2 separate regions of the Pan troglodytes genome follow, and region 2 is linked to region 1. Evidence: chromatin contacts called from public Hi-C data. All regions are on one chromosome and are shown on one strand. Each heading gives the region's core, a stretch centred on a gene start, on an enhancer-like site or on the middle of the called end of the contact. The rest is flanking DNA. Distances are from core to core; before and after follow the strand shown. Region 1 holds the start of PLS3 (plastin 3). Region 2 overlaps PLS3 (plastin 3).

The links. Hi-C and Micro-C count contacts between places; a contact is called where the count stands out from the background.
Region 2: a contact with region 1 is called in a Hi-C map of stem cell-derived neural progenitor cells, with 4 times the contacts expected there. The contact joins the enhancer-like site here to the promoter of PLS3 in region 1. A contact is called at or near these places in 3 of 7 Hi-C or Micro-C datasets (blood, induced pluripotent stem cells and stem cell-derived neural progenitor cells).

What each region holds. Positions count from the first base shown.
Region 1 is chrX:113,038,801-113,042,894 of NHGRI_mPanTro3-v2.0_pri, forward strand. It overlaps PLS3 (plastin 3), which reads left to right and starts at 1,828. Exons shown (of 16, transcript XM_016943366.4): 1 at 1,828-2,020.
Region 2 is chrX:113,128,061-113,132,306 of NHGRI_mPanTro3-v2.0_pri, forward strand. PLS3 (plastin 3) reads left to right here. Exons shown (of 16, transcript XM_016943366.4): 16 at 860-2,103. The coding sequence ends at 992. Among named protein-coding and RNA genes, the nearest start is that of PLS3, 90 kb to the left of the region's middle. Within about 2 kb of position 2,076, at least 5 of the 24 cell types and tissues checked have an H3K27ac peak or open chromatin away from gene starts, as enhancers often do. A contact at or near this core is called in induced pluripotent stem cells and stem cell-derived neural progenitor cells, where this site is marked.

The sequences.
Region 1 (4,094 bases), core at 578-3,077:
TATGTCGTCCAGGCTGGTCTTGAACTCCTGGCCTCATGCAATCCTCCCACCGCACAGCCTCCCAAAGTGCTGGATTACAGGCGTGAGCTTCCCCATTTGGACCAATGTAAGCTTTTTTGAATTAAAAACAGGAACTGTAAATAGCATATACGTAGGATTCTTAATATTTTTACTTTAAATTCTAGAATTTGAAAAACAAACTAAAATTGAATACAACGTAATTGAGACAAATATATCTGCACTGGAAAATTTAGCTTACAGAGTCCCTTCATGCTATTGCTCAGTCTGTAATTTTAAGTTTAAGAGCAGGTGGAAGCTCTTCAGCGGTGACCGACAGACACCATAAAAGGTAGAAAACTGAAAAAGCCTATTTCCTGTATCTAAAAATTTTTTGTAAAGAATTCCAGAAGTCACACCAAACCTTTGGCCAATTACTGAATGCTAGAAATCTCATTTGGGAGCTTACTGTAAATGTGTGTGGCAATGCACTGACTCCATGTTCAATCCAACGCCAACATGTTGAAATCAGTATTTTTGTGCTGGCCCAAACCTGAACCAGTAGAAAATCTCCCATAACAGAAATTCAATGTTTGTGAAAGCATGATTGCCCTCCCATTTCTTTTTCACCTTCCTGTGCCTTTCATAAGTTCTTCCAGTTGGTTAATCATTAATTAATATTTAACAAGGCTTTTTCCTCGTGCCAAGTCCTCTGCTAGTCTAGCCTTTAGGCAATATATGAACTCCCCAAGTTCTTCCCTTTTAAGAAGCCTTGGCACTCACTACGGATTAATTTCTCTAAGGAAATTCATAATGGCAGATGAAATAGGGGTTCCTTTTCAAGAACATTCCATTTTAAAGCCTCTCAGCGTTTTTTCCTGGTATATGTAAAATGCGACTTAATTGAACTAATTTTAAATGTTGACAGAACTTTCCAAGCACACATTTCCTGAACAAAATGGTTACGACTGGAACAGGAAAGGGCTTAGACTTTTTCTTCTACAGCTATCCCACAAGTCAGTCTCTTGACCTGACCCTGCAAAATCCCTCAAACTCTGGCTCTCTGAGTTGATTTTGGATATACGATGAACCATAGGTTTGGAATGCAGATAACCTCCACGTGTATTAATGAAAGAGGTCAGCTATGACGTGGAAGCCATCTCCTGGGCAGAGAAGGAGAAGAAATGGCAGTCTGGGGAGTAGTAACATGTCTCCAAATTTTCTCTGGTGAAAGGAGACTGATGAGAATTGATACCCATTTCCGGTCAAAAGAGTGGAACCAATGTACTTCCAACCACCTCCTCTCAACCCCTCTCCGCATGGACAAACATACCAGCCAGGTGATGTGGGCTAACAATTTACTTGGCATGAGGCCAAAGGCTTGAGGGCCCTGCCCTGCCCATATTCTTCTCCCTTGACTTCTTAAGGAAAGGAATGATTGCTGATGTTTCCCTCTGCACCCTTTGGCACCTGGACTGATTGTTGCAGATGTAATTAGGAATGTTCCCCAACATGCCGTTATTCTTCTCACGATTCTGGGAGAAACTGTACCCCTCCCCCATAGACTTATATAGGTGGCATTCAAATTCTTGTTCCCAACTTTTTCATCTTTTTATTAATCCCACAAGATTGTGTGAATGTGTACTCCGAGCCAGGCACGTTGGACTTCTAACTTCTTCTTAGCCCAAGTAGGAAGGGGAGACTCAGGCGCTGGGGACCATTCTCCTCTCCCTGCAGCAGAGTTGCAGTCCCTATCCCTCCTGGGTGCCCATCCCCGTGCCTATTTTCCTGGATCCCCACCCAGTTGATGTGACAGGCTCGTGGCCCAATCCCCTTCCTGGTTCCCAGGCCGACTGCTAGCACCACCCGAGCCAATGGCGGCGGCCGAGGGGCGGAGGGGGCTGGCAGGAGGGGAGGGAGCGCTGGCTTTAGAGCCACAGCTGCAAAGATTCCGAGGTGCAGAAGTTGTCTGAGTGCGTTGGTCGGCGGCAGTCGGGCCAGACCCAGGACTCTGCGACTTTACGTAAGTGCTTTGTAGGCGCCGGCGGGCACTAGGGGAGCGGGTTTCCTGGGCGTGGGCAGGAGTGGGTCCCGGGGAGAGCATCTCGGTTAAGCTCAGCAGGAACGTGCGGCGCACCGTGGGGCGGGGGTTGGGGGAGAGGGAGGTCGGATAAATTTCAGTTGGAGCCCTCGGGCGCCCGGGCGATCGGTCGCAACCGAAATGGGTGTGAGTGACGGGGAGTTTCCCTACTAGCATCTGCCGCAGACACGTTTTCTGCACTTCACTGTATTAAGTGGTGTTTTCTTACTAGTTGCTCTTAACTTGTTGCCAGTCTTGGGCTGGAGTCCTAGACGCCAGCCCTTGCCCTGATTCCCCTCCGCGGCTGCGGCCCCGAAGTGGAAAGGGAGCGCACAACTTCCCTCTGTCGTCCTTCTCCAGCTACTGCCATCCCCCCTTCCCTCCCGCCCGGACTCAGGAAATCCCGGAGCCAGCAGCCTGCTACTCCTCCAGCCCCCACACGCCCGCCTCGGGTGACCTGGCTGGCTTAAGCCGACCCTGGGGCTCTGGAGAGGGGGCGCTGTGGCCGAGGGAAGGCACGAGGTTTGGGTTGCCTGCCTTCTGCCTGCTTCCCTCCCTTGTCCTTAGCGAGGGCGTCGCGAACGCACCTAGTCTCCCTATGAGTAAGCACTTTTTTTCCTTTCAGTAGGAGAACATCTCTGGGCTAGTAGGACAGTGCCTTTCCGTTCTCCCCTGGCCCCACACCCCCTGTCCTTTTTTCAGCTCCTTTGACTTTGCGGCCCCGGGCGCGCGGTCGGGGCGGCGGCAGTCCCGGACCTCTCCCGACTCTTGGAGAGGGAGAGGCAAAGGGGCGACGGGAGGGAGGTAATATTCTACCCCCCCGCCCTTTCCCCGCACAGCTGCACTTGCCTGTGTTTACTTTTCTCCACCCGCAGTACTTAAGCGCTGTAATGAGAGGCCCGGGGACGCCGACCACCCCCGCCCTGGCTTCTCGCCAGTCCCAAAGTTGCTGCCGCCGTCGCTGCTCCAGTGTGCTGGCGGTTCCGACCGCCGGGCTCCGGGACGTAAGATGATCCCAGCCCGGGAGGTGGAGTGGGGGTTAATGGCATCTGACTCTAGTCTTATGCGATGCTCCTTGCCTCTCACCTGAGCTGCACGATATCCCCAGTGGTGCAGAAGGTTGAACTTTTGCAGAAGGTTGAGCTTGGAGCTAAGTGGGTTGGAGAGCCTCGCCATTTAGCGTCAGACAGACGGGATGCTGGGGGCGCCCGGCCTGTTAAGAGGGATTGGGAGGAGGGAAGGGAGCCTGGCTAACAGTAGGTAGAAAATGTAGGGAAAAGTAAAAACCATTGAGGGGCAAGCACTTACTCCACTTTGCTGGATGTCACAATGGACTGGGGAGCCTAAACTTGATCCTCGAGATGCAGTTCATGGTGAATTCCAACTAAGTGGCTGGAGCCCCACACATACCAGTTGGAATCACGTGCCCCAAGTCTCTGATGGTCACATGACGTCTTTTTACTTTAAAGCTGGAATGTAATGGTTGAGGCCCATATTCCAAAAACCACCTCTACGTTTGAAAAAAAAAAGGTGGGGAGGAGTGTGAACTAGCTTCTAATCAAGGAAGTCTACTAGGATTTTGGATGAGGGGACCAGAAAGGGAATTTGGTGCTCAGCTTTTATCCAAAACAAAAACAGGAGCTGTTTTTAAAATAAGGGATTGAAATATATGTGAGTTGGGACATGTATCTCCTCTGTTCTTCAATCTCATGGTTTTTCTAAATTTAAAAAACATCTTACTAATTATTTTCTAGGGAAGTCATCCTTTTACTCATGCCTCATTTTGTCCCTGAATACTAGATTTGAAGCTAAATCCCACAAGATAGTGTTAAAAAGTAAGGCTCTGTTCATCTTCCTTGGTCTGGCCTATATTCTAATTGAACTGTTCCCTATTTTAGGCAACTACTTAAAGGTAGTAGATAACCCCTTGACTAAAATTAACCACCAGTTATTTGTGGTTTTGAATTAACTGGATTAGAAATCATGCACAAAAACAGTGGATAGTAAATTTGATACA
Region 2 (4,246 bases), core at 826-3,325, 90 kb after region 1:
ACCAAAGACCTAGAGTGTGACCTGGCTTCATGGGTGACCCATGAAAACCTTACTAGTTAGACATTGAAAATCCATCCACAGTCCTGCATTACCGAACAGCTAAGAAGCATTCTTGCAAAACTTTGGAGTTAGGCACATTATTTCTTTTTTCCTTGAAAAATATTTCTAGCAGATATGACAAAGGTCTAATATCCACAATATATCAAGAACTCTTGAAATCTCTTTTTCTAGAAACTCGATGATTTAATTATCTTTAAAGATTCTGGTTCCAACACACCTAGAAATACTTCACGGATTAGTTGAGATGTGTTCCTGAAAATTTCCCTACCTGGACATCTCAGTTCTTCTGTCCCTTCGTCTACCTTTTCTAGTTTTTGGTCCAGCCACTCTGTCCACGTACCATGTAGACTGTCTCCCCTCTCATGAATACTTGGAAGTATTCATTGCATCTGCCTAACAACTTGGGTTTTGCATCTAGCATGATTTTCCACCTCATATCTCTAAGATGACTTGAGTGTGTGTTATTATGTGTGCAATGAGAATATTAACATGGATTGTATAGACAGCCTAGGTAATTATAAAGTTGGTGCTTCAAGCTTAATTCTCACCTCACATTGGAGAAAAAGAGTGAATAAATATTATTAGCCCCAAATAATAGAGCTTAAAAACCTACTGTAACTTCAAAGTGAAATCAAAACCCAAATCAAAAGAAAACAAAAAGCAAAACTGTTCTAATTGGAACTATCAATATGGAATTTTTGCATCCCAGCATAATAATTATATATGAGGAAATAGATGTCTTACGTGGTGTCCTTAACTGACAAGAATTTCATCCTGATTTTGTTTCCCCCTAAAATAGGTATGCAGTGTCAATGGCTAGAAGAATCGGAGCCAGAGTGTATGCTCTCCCTGAAGACCTTGTGGAAGTAAAGCCCAAGATGGTCATGACTGTGTTTGCATGTTTGATGGGCAGGGGAATGAAGAGAGTGTAAAATAACCAATCTGAATAAAACAGCCATGCTCCCAGGTGCATGATTCGCAGGTCAGCTATTTCCAGGTGAAGTGCTTATGGCTTAAGGAACTCTTGGCCATTCAAAGGACTTTTCATTTTGATTAACAGGACTAGCTCATCATGAGAGCCCTCAGGGGAAAGGGTTTAAGAAAAACAACTCCTCTTTCCCATAGTCAGAGTTGAATTTGTCAGGCACGCCTGAAATGTGCTCATAGCCAAAACATTTTACTCTCTCCTCCTAGAATGCTGCCCTTGACATTTCCCATTGCTGTATGTTATTTCTTGCTCTGTTATCTTTTGCCCTCTTAGAATGTCCCTCTCTTGGGACTCGCTTAGATGATGGGATATGAATATTATTAGACAGTAATTTTGCTTTCCATCCAGTATGCTAGTTCTTATTCGAGAACTATGGTCAGAGCGTATTTGGATATGAGTATCCTTTGCTTATCTTTGTAGTACTGAAAATTTGCCGAAGTAACTGGCTGTGCAGAATGTAATAGAAGCTTTTCTTATTCTTTTATTCTTAAGATCAGTATCTTTTTACAGTATTCTTTCTACATGATCCTTTTTTGTACATTTAAGAATATTTTGATTACATTAAACAAGACTGCTGATTTTGCTACTTTTTTTAAGGGGTCTTCAAGTAAGTAAAACATACATCGTAGCTAGAAGAAAAATGTACCTTAAATTTGCATCTTCCCTCTCATACCCAAGCTGTAAACAATTGAAATATTTTGTCTTAAATCACTTGGTTCAATACATGCTTATTTGTTTTAAAACCTGTATCATCAAACTCTCTCTCTAAATTTAAAATGCTGTTGAATATGATACTTTTGAGGAGAGAGTGTGCTCAGAACTTAGACGGGATTTGGTAGGCCAAGTATGCTAAGTGTACAATATATTTTTTAATTTTACACCTAAAACAAAGAAATGTGGTCACTAAAAATAAAAGTATATATGTAGGAATTAATGTACTCTTGCTTTGTCAAGCTGTTTGCTATAGTTTCCAAGGTATTATGTTACTCTAACTCTGAAAAGTGATGTAATCTGGTAGCAATGTAGTAGTTCAAATAAAGGCATTTACATAATAATTAGTCTGTTCTTCATGCTTTTGTCTCTTAGGAAGTATGCCAATGTTTGTCAGGATTTTTTTCTTTTCGTTTTTCTGATGTATTCTGTAAAATGGTGTTTGTTAAATTTGAGTTTTGGGAGCTGAATTAGAGGTACTGAATTAAGGACAGTACAAATGAAGTAAAAGGGTTTTCTCCAATTTACCAAAATTTCTTTATCCAGTTCCTGCTTTTTTCTTTCTTTTCCACCTCCCTCAGTCTTTTCAATGTTCTATGACATACATATCCTGAAACAGTGGGGATCTGAACAGTCACAGAGGAGAAATGGTTCATAGTAGATCTTCTCAATCTCATCTATATATGACATTTTTGGCTGGATAACTGTTGGGGTGGGGAGAAGGGTGCATTGTAGGAGGTTTAGCAGTATTACCGGCCTCTACCCACTAGATGTCAGCACATGCCCGGTGGTGTTGACCAAAATTGTCTCCAGACATAACCAAATGTCTCCTGGGTGGCAAAATCATCCCTTGTGGACAATCAGTGCCCTTTTAAGCCTTTGTGTGAATGAGTAATATAAGGTGTAGTCTACTGAGGATTTGGTTACATAGAGATACTATATAATACTTTGCATTTATAATCTGAGAGATGGAAAGGCCTTTTTAAATATCACCTGAATTCCCAAGACATAAAATTAAAAAAGGATATATTTGACAACTCTACTTTTGCAAATATATATGTATAATAAAAAAGATCAAAATATAGATAACTAAAAAAGTGAGTTCAGTCTCAGATTATAAATTCTTTTAATATAAAAATAGGATTTATGAGTGAAAAAAAGACAAATCTGCAAACATACTAGGGTAACTGATGAAGTAAGGACAATTACATCTTAAGACCTGTCTTATGCCTTGAATCTGCCATACTCATTCACGTTCATCTTCGTCGAAGTACAAAGGTTCTTCTCTGTAAGCCCTAACGCCTTGAAGTGCCTCTTTAACAAGATAGGAAAGATATATTACATGTGGCCCTTTCTTCAAAAAAGGAGCTGATTTCTTGGGTGGTTCACTATACAGGGCCCACAGCCTGTAGGAGTGTACCATGGGATAGTTAAGTGTTCATATAAAGCAGTGGACCTGACACACAATTTTTTTCCTCCAAAAACTAATTGCAACAAATAAGAATGTGGACCAAAATTAGCAACACATTCAGAATTCTGCTGGGCGTAGTAGCTCATAACTGTAATCCCAGCAATTTGGAAGGCTGAGGCAGGTGGACTGCCTGAGCTCAGGAGCTCAAGATCAGCCTGGGCAACACGGTGAATCCCCATCTCTACCAACATGGTGAATCCCCCATCTTTTCCCCACACACCTGTAACCTCAGCACTTTGGGAGGCTGAAGTAGGAGGATTTCTTGAGGCCAGGAGTTTGAGACCAGCCTGGACAACACAGGGAGACTCCGTCTGTATAATAAAGTTAGCTAAGCATGAGGCTGGGTGCGGTGGCTCAAGCTTGTAATCCCAACACTTTGGGAGACCAAGGTGGGTGGATCACCTGAGATGAGGAGTTTGAGACCAGCCTGGGCAACATAGTGAAACCCCATCTCTACAAAAATACAAAAATTAGCCAGGCATGGTGGTGGACACCATAATGTGTCCCACCAGCTACTCGGGAGGCTTAGGCAGGAGAATCACTTGAACACTGCGGGCAGAAGTTGATGTGAGCCGAGATTGCGCCACTGCATTCCAGCCTGGGTGAAAGAGCTAAACTCCATCTCGAAAAAAAAAAAAATTAGCTGAGCATGGTGGTGCATGCCTGTGGTCTCAGCTACTTGGGAAGCTTAGGCAGGAGGATCACTTAGCTCAGTTGATCAAGGCTGCAGTGAGTTGTGGTAGAACCACTGCATCCTAAACTGGGCTGCAAGACTCCATCTCTTAAAGAAAATAAAGATGATATTCCCCCTCTATCCTAATATGCTGAGAGATTGATTTTTTAAATTTTTGTCATGAATGGGTGGGTAGATTTTATCAAATGCTTTTTCTGCATCAATTTATATCATCATAAAATTTTCTTCTTTACCCTATTGATACGGTGGATTACATTGATTAGTTTCCAAAGATTAAACAAACCTTGCATGCCTGAATAAATCCCACTTGGTCAGTGTATAA